Linked DNA regions of Macaca mulatta: region 1 is linked to region 2. A link is a contact called in public Hi-C data. All regions are on one chromosome and are shown on one strand. The core of a region is the stretch at or near the end of the contact, and the rest is flanking DNA. Distances in the headings are between cores, read along the strand shown.

The links. Hi-C and Micro-C count contacts between places; a contact is called where the count stands out from the background.
Region 1: a contact with region 2 is called in a Hi-C map of cortical neurons, with 2.4 times the contacts expected there. The contact joins the promoter of NUP50 here to the promoter of KIAA0930 in region 2. A contact is called at or near these places in 2 of 14 Hi-C or Micro-C datasets (cortical neurons and liver).

Annotation. Positions count from the first base shown.
Region 1 is chr10:6,328,299-6,331,796 of T2T-MMU8v2.0, forward strand. NUP50 (nucleoporin 50) reads right to left here and starts at 1,441. Exons shown (of 8, transcript NM_001265689.2): 1 at 1,205-1,441. LOC144331605 (a long non-coding RNA gene) reads left to right here and starts at 1,722. Exons shown (of 2, transcript XR_013398900.1): 1 at 1,722-1,931; 2 at 2,120-2,555.
Region 2 is chr10:6,249,826-6,253,482 of T2T-MMU8v2.0, forward strand. It overlaps KIAA0930, which reads left to right and starts at 1,313. Exons shown (of 10, transcript XM_028827606.2): 1 at 1,313-1,681. The coding sequence starts at 1,480.

The sequences.
Region 1 (3,498 bases), core at 191-2,690, 79 kb after region 2:
GGAAACCAACTTGGTCGCTACAAAAATAAAGATAGACATAGATTAGATGAATAAATAGAAATAAAAAATTAGCCGGGCGTAGTGGCGCACACCTGTGGTCCCAGCTACCTGGAAGGCTGAGGCAGGAGAATCACTTGAGCCCAGGAGCTTGAGGCTACAGTGAGCTACTACTACACTCCGGCCTGGTGACAAAGCAAGACCCAGTCTCAACCAAACAATCAATAAAAGGGAATTTAAAAAGCGTCTGCGCTTGTGGGTAAAAAACCACCAAATTCGACATGATTTCTAGGTATGAAGCAACGTGGTAGGAGACTGAAAGTCTAGGCAAACTGGAAAAAACATTATTTGTGCCTGATATAGTTATGTGGTCTCTGGCATCTGGTGTAGCTCTGCCCTTGGAGCTCAACTTGTCAACATCAGCTTAAAACGAAAACACGGATTTCGTTATACTTAATAGTGAGGTGCCTTGTTGAAGGGAGAGAACAAGCGGGCCAACTAAGGAGACAGAAATACCGAATCTCCAAACTGTTTCTTAATGGAACCGAGCAAATGGGTGATCAATGACCCGGGAACGCAGTAAGAAAGTGAAGCTAGGCCAGAGAGGTAATGGGCCCAGGAGAAAAGCGACGAGGGGTGGCCAGGGGGAGAGGAGAATCGAGAGGAATCGCTAGGAAGGAAACGGAGACCACCACGCCAGGACAGCCCTGCCAGCCCCCTACCTCCTCCGGGGCCGCAGGGGCGAGCCTCACTCAAGTCGGACGCCGCAGCCTGGCGAGGCCCAGGGCCCGCTTCACAAACAGCCCACGCTGCGTCGCCGCTGTCATCCCACCCCACCCTCCACCCGTCGCTGCCCACCCACGCGCCCCGCCCGGCACGCGCGCCCGACCCAGGCTCCCTCCCTAGGGTCCCGGCCCCTAGCCCTGTACCCCACTCCCCAGTGTCCCGTCCTCCAGCCCCTCCCCAGGGTCTGGTCCCCCGGCCCCGCACCCCTCCCCATGGGCCCGTCCCCGGCCCCGCACCCCTCCCCAGGGGCCCGTCCCCCGGCCCTGAGCCCTCACCCCTCTCCCCAGGGTCCAGTCCCCAGCCCTGCACTAGCACTCCCCTCCCAGGCCCGAGCCCGCTCCCGCCCTACCGGTCCTGGGCTCTCAGCACCAGGCTCCCGCCCTCAGCCCCTTCCCCTCCTGCGCCAGCCGCCGCCCCTCACCTCCTCGGCCGCTGCCGCAGCACTCGCTAGGTCTTGGGTGCGGCGAAACCCGGGGCGCGGCGGCGCTGGGGTCTGGAGCGTACTAGTGGTCGTCTGGCTGAGCGCGCTCGGCCGCTTCCGGTGCTGCCCTGAGGGCCTCAGAGGACTTGGTGCTCGGCAAGCCCAGAGACTCAAACACCATGTCCCCGGGGAGGGGGAGCTCCTCACGCTGTGTTCGGCAGGGAGGCGAGAGAGCCGGTTCAGCCCGAGACCGCCGTAGTAACCGCGCCGAACACGCTCCGGGCGGCCATTTTGTAACTCGAATCTACCCCCAAAACCAATTCGAAAAAAAGGGAGGAAAGAAACGCCCGCGTTCAGCTACTGCGCAAGCGCGCCGGGACCTCCGGTAACAGCACCTCCTTCCGCCGGCCGGGCCCCTCACGCGGCGCATGCGCCCAGCTCCCTAGAAACCGGCGCCGGGCTGAGCGTGCCCGTCTCGCGCAAGCGCGCACGCGCCGACCTTAATCGCGGAGCCGGCGCCGGCAGCGGCGGCTTGGGGTGTTCGGCTCACGTGGGGCTGGCTGCGCGTCTTCCAGGCTGTTCTCGCGCTAGTCGCTGCTAAGGGGCCGGCCATGCGCGAGGAGCTGCGGCGAGGAAGGTCGGTCAGTGGACATGGCCGAGGCTCGCGGTGTCCGTGTGTGGGAGCTGCAGGGCTGAGGAGAGGCCGCCCGCGACCCTCGGGAATCCTGTGAGGTGCCAGTGGGATCGCTTCACGTCAGGAGGCCCCGCCCCGGGGCTGGCCGTACCTGGCCGGGGTGGCCCGGAGCGGCTGGGTCTCGGCGCCAGGAGGGGACGTGTGGACCGCCTGTTAAAGGACCCCTCGTTCGCTGACATTTGATTTTGCGTCGCGTGGCTTCTCTTCTGTTTTTTTTTCAGCCCCTGAGATCCCTTAGTGCGTCCTGGGCACTGAGCTTTGTCACCCAGGCTGGATTGAAGTGGCGCGATCTTGGCTCACTGCAACCTCCGTCCCCTGGGTTCAAGCGATTCTCCTGCCTCAGCCTCCCGAGTAGTTGGGATTTCAGGTGCCACCACCGCGGCCCGAACCCGTGTGGAATGTTTCACTTTGACCAGTGTCTGCGAAATAGCGGGGGGCTTAGAAAATGGTGCAGTTTGGACTAACAGATACGGCGACATCAAAATGTTTCCTGGGTCTGTTAAGTCCTGGGTTTGTTAACATTATTAATCTGTTCCTGTAACCCTAAATATCTTATTGTAAGGGTAAGCAAAATAATGAACACATTTAATTCTTAATTACGCATTGTAGCATGAAATAACTGATGCTTTTCTAATACAAATAAAAAAGATTTATGTCTATAATAGCACTGTAGCTGACTTGAGCCTTTCTGGATGGATTTCACTGCTGACTAAAATGACAACTTTAAACTGGCTATAACTCAGGAGAATGGAGGCACTTTGCACGCAGACATCTACCTCCATTGAATTTGGTTACTTTTAATGAAGCTCAAGTCTCAGGTTATGAAATACTGCTCCAAAGGTGTTAGCCACTTTTTTCCTATACTCTGCCTTTCAAAAATCCCTTTCAATTTGCTTAACCCCTGAGAGCCGAAGGATTTTGATGGTTGTTAGGTTGGGTCATTGTCATCATGTTCAGTAAATAAATATCCAGACATGTCAGTTTACCTACTTGACCTAATTCCAAACGAGTCCATGGTGATGTGATCCTGCCTTTCTTTCTGCTGTTAGAGGTCTATGCCAGGAGCCAGCTTTGTCTCCGTTTTGCCACAGTGATCAAGTCATAAATGTCTCAGATCATTCAAGTCCAGTTTAACCTAGTAAAGAAAATTGCAAGATAATATTGCTGTATTCTAGCTGTGTTCTGGCCTGCATTTTAGGTAGGCTTAAACCTTGACCTGGAGTCATTCTTGTTACGATTTACCAGAAAACACCCAACAGGAAGCTTACAGAACTACACTTTGCTCCTACTGATAAGGAATGAAAACAGGAAATGTTCTGTTTTCTGCCTGGCAGTGGGGCTTTGGAGTTAATCTCCTGGCCATATCACTTCCCAGCTTGACAGCCTTGGACAAACTGAACTCTGAGCTCAGTTTCTTCATCTGTAAAGTGAGAGTATATTATGTACTTTCATTTGGTTGTAGAGATTAAATGTGAACACTTAGGTAAAGCACACAGTATGGGCTGAGTAAATGGACTGTTAAATAAGATAGTATCAGTTGTTTTTAAGTTCCTTGGAGCTTTCCTAAACACCTCAAAAGATTTTCATTTTTTTCTAAAGC
Region 2 (3,657 bases), core at 63-2,562:
TTTAGCCAGGCTGTTCTGAAGCTCCTGGCCTCAGGCAGTTCGCCTACCTCAGCCTCCCAAAGTGCTGGGATTACAGGCATGAGCCACTGTGCCCTGCCTGCAGCCTGTATTTATTTATTGGGTGTCTCATGTGTGCCAGGCAATGCCCAGGGTACTGGGATTACAGCCGTGTAGTAGATAGGCCCCTCCCTCGGTGGAGAAGACAATAAGCAGAACCCACAGGTATCCAATGTGTCGGGAGGAGGCAAGTGTCACCCTGTGAAGGAGAAACAGACTAAGGGAAGAGAGAGGAAGGGAAGGCGGTCAGGGGAGGTTCTTTGAGGAGGTGACACTCCGGCCGCAAAGGAAATGAGGAAGCAAGTTACACAGGAATGGGGAGAAGAGGACTCTAGACAGAGGGAAGGGGGGCCTTGATGGGTCTGGGGGTCTGCACAGAGGCTGTGAATGCGGGGAGCGGCGTAGATTTAGCTTTGGGGAGACCTGGAAATCAATGCTGGTCTCTCCATCTCCCCTGTTCTTGGAAATGGACCACCAGGCATGAGGTTTGGGGAGGCCACTGGCTGCTTCTCCAGGGTCTTCCTGTATCAGTCACAACCAGCACACGGAGGGATGCTGGCCAGACCTGGCTTCATCAGGGTGACACGCCCAGCTAACCTCATACCTCCCACTTCATCAACACTCCCCCATGTTGGGGAGGCAAGGCAGGGAAAGGTCCCCCATGGTGCAGCCGAGGAAGTGGAGGCGCAACACTGCACTGTGCCAGGTGCAGAGGAAGGGGGCTGGAAGGGCTTTGCCACGGTGTCCCCCAGGAGACCACCTTCTGGGGGCAGGTGACCTCTTGAGGGGTTCTGCGGAAGAAATTCCCAGCAGAAACCAGGTGGGAAGTTCCCAGAAGTCAGCAGAGGGGACTCGGTGGAGGTGGCAACGCACAGGGCGGGTGACAAAGTACACATCCCGTGGGGCAGCAGCGGGGGAGGGGACAGGGGCCCTGAAGGGGCGGCGGAAGGGGCTCAGAGGCGTGATCCTGCTGGCGGGGCGTTTAGGACCGTGTGTGGAGGCGGGACCCCGCGAGCGGTTTGAAGGAGGGAGTCGCGAGCATCCGAAGATCGGCGGAGACCGGCCGTTGGAAGTGGGCGGGGCCAGGGAGGACAGGGGGCGGGGCCAGGGAGCCGGGGGCGGGTTCGTGCCGTTCAGAGGCGGGGCGGGAGGGGACAGGGGCGGGGCCGGGGCGGGGCCGAGGCGGGGCCAGGTCGGGGCCGGGCCGGGGCGGGGCGAGCGGAGCCGGGGGCGCGCGGGCGGCGGCGGCGCGGAGGTTCGCTCGCCGGTGTTGGGCTTGGCGAGTGGCGGCGGCGACGGCGACGCGCACAGAGGCGGATTGTGGCTTCCCTGGTGCTCGTGGCGGGTTGCGCCGGGGCGGGGGCGGCGGGGCGCGCCGGGGGCCCCTGCGGGCGCGGCGCAGGCGATGAACCGGGGCCCGGCATGGCCTCCGCGCGGCCGCCGGGCCGGGCCTGCGCCTCGGCGTCCGCGCCCGCGGGGCTCCGGGCCGGGCCGCCCGCCCTCCCCGCCGCCCCCGAGCCTGCGGGCGGCGCCGAGGCCGAGGAGCGCTCGCTGCAGCACATGCTCCGTGCCATAGCGGAGGAGCGCGGCCGCCTTAGCCTGCGCCGCGAGGTCTGCGGCCTCGGTGAGTGGGGCCTGGGGGCGAGGTCGGGCCGGGGGAGGTGAGCGTCTCCGGGGCCGCCTCTGCGCGTCCGTGTCTCTGTGCGCCCCGCGCGTCTCTGTCTCTGCGCGGGTGTCGTGGTCTCTGGGTCTACCCGGGTGCCCTGTCTTCCCCCATGCGCCCCCCGCCCTGCGTCTGGGTCTGTCTCTGCTTTCTGTCGGACCAGCGCCCCGCACCCCTGTGCCCGGGTCTCATTCGGCGTTTCCCCCTGTCAGTCCGTCCGGGTGTCTCTCTCATCTCCCTCCTTCCTCTTCGTGCCTCTGCGGGTCTTCTTCCTTCTCCAGGAAGCCCGCCCCGGGCCTTCAGCACGGCGGCAGGGAGTGTGGGCGTGGGATCTGGGTACACCCGTAGCCCAGCGCTGCAGGGCCGGGCCCTCGTGGGCTCTGGGTGGACCTCCGTGCGAACGTGCCCTGGCCACTGTCTCCTGCTTCCCGAAGCCTTTGTCTTTCCGCACCCGCCGGCCCCTCTCATCCCTTAGCTGTATCCAAGGACCTGTTGGGCAGTGGCCCCCCGAACCCGCCCGCTTGGCTGAGGGGCAAGGCCTGCTGCCTCTCGGTGTGATTCTGGGCTTAAGTCATGGATCTGCTGGGGGGCGTGGGGTGGGGGTGCCTCGTATTGTTTGGAAGGGCCTGGGACTGCAGGTGTGGGTGGGGTCTCCCAGCCAGTGAGGTAATCCATTACTGATAGATCGTGCCCAGACTCAAGCCCAGGAGAAGCCCCCTCTTTTGTCGTCTCAGGTTCGTCATTTTCTCCATGGAAAAGACCCCTCCCTCCTCCGTGCTGGGAATGACTTCATACCACATTGTCAGCCACCCCCCACCCCACCCCCAGGCTAGGCTGGGGATTTCTGAGGGGGTGACAGCACTGCTGAGTAGGGAATGTCAGCCTTCCAGGTTCACCCCGTGGCCCCTTCATTCACCGTTGGGGAAACTGAGTCCCAGAGAACAAATGCATCCCCCTAAGGTCACACAGCCGCCGGGACATGGCAGTACCAGGCATTCAGAGCCCCTCAGCAGGCCACACCCTGGAGGCTGGAGTGGGGAGAGGAAGTAAATTTGAATCCCTTTTGTAGGAGGCAGGCTTAGCATGAGAGGCTTCCCAGTGAGCAGGCCCCAGCCTAGCCTGCCTAGGGTTTCCTTATGGAGGGGTGGGGGTGGGGGGTGCTTATGAAGTGAAACGGACAAGAAGAACTTCAATGGTTGACAAGGTTTCAGTGGTTTCTTTCTGAAAGGTGTCAAGATTTACTTATGAGCAGAAATTGGAGCACGCTCATTAATTCATTCTGCAAACATTCATTGAGCACCTACTGTGTGCCACCCTGGCAGGCCCACCTGTCACCTGGCACCGAATATCTGAGCTGGGATGCGTCTGAGGGACCATCTGCTGCAGGCCACTTGGCCCTGTTTGCTCAGCAGCTGCAAGCAGTCCCTCCCCACTCCCCTGTCCACACATACCTACTGTCCTCTGACCACCTTTACTTGTGAGCACCTTCTCTCCTCTTGTAGACAGCCCCTCCCTCAAGGAGGCTGCAGGGCCATTCCCAGAACAGTGAACGGTGAAAATGGCACCTAGCATTTACTGAGAGCTTACTATGTGCCGGGTGCTTTCCTCATGCTGCAAATTTAATCCTGATACAATATTGACTTTGCCAGGGAGCGGTATTATCTCCATATCAGCGATGAAGAGTCTGAGGGCTCCTCTCCCGGCCTCCAGGCCTCCCACACGTGCGAGGTCTCCGTTCTTCCCCTACTGCTGAACTCAGTCCCTGCAGGGCTCTGAGGCACTGCACTTTACACCTGCTGTTTTCTCTGCGAGGAAAGCCGCCCCTACTCATGTGCCCCACAAGTTTTCCTTTAAGTCTCAGCTCCAATGCTGCCTCTCCGGGAACCCTTTCCAACTCCCAGGCCACAGTCCTGTGCTGCCTGTGTTCTCTCTGTGCC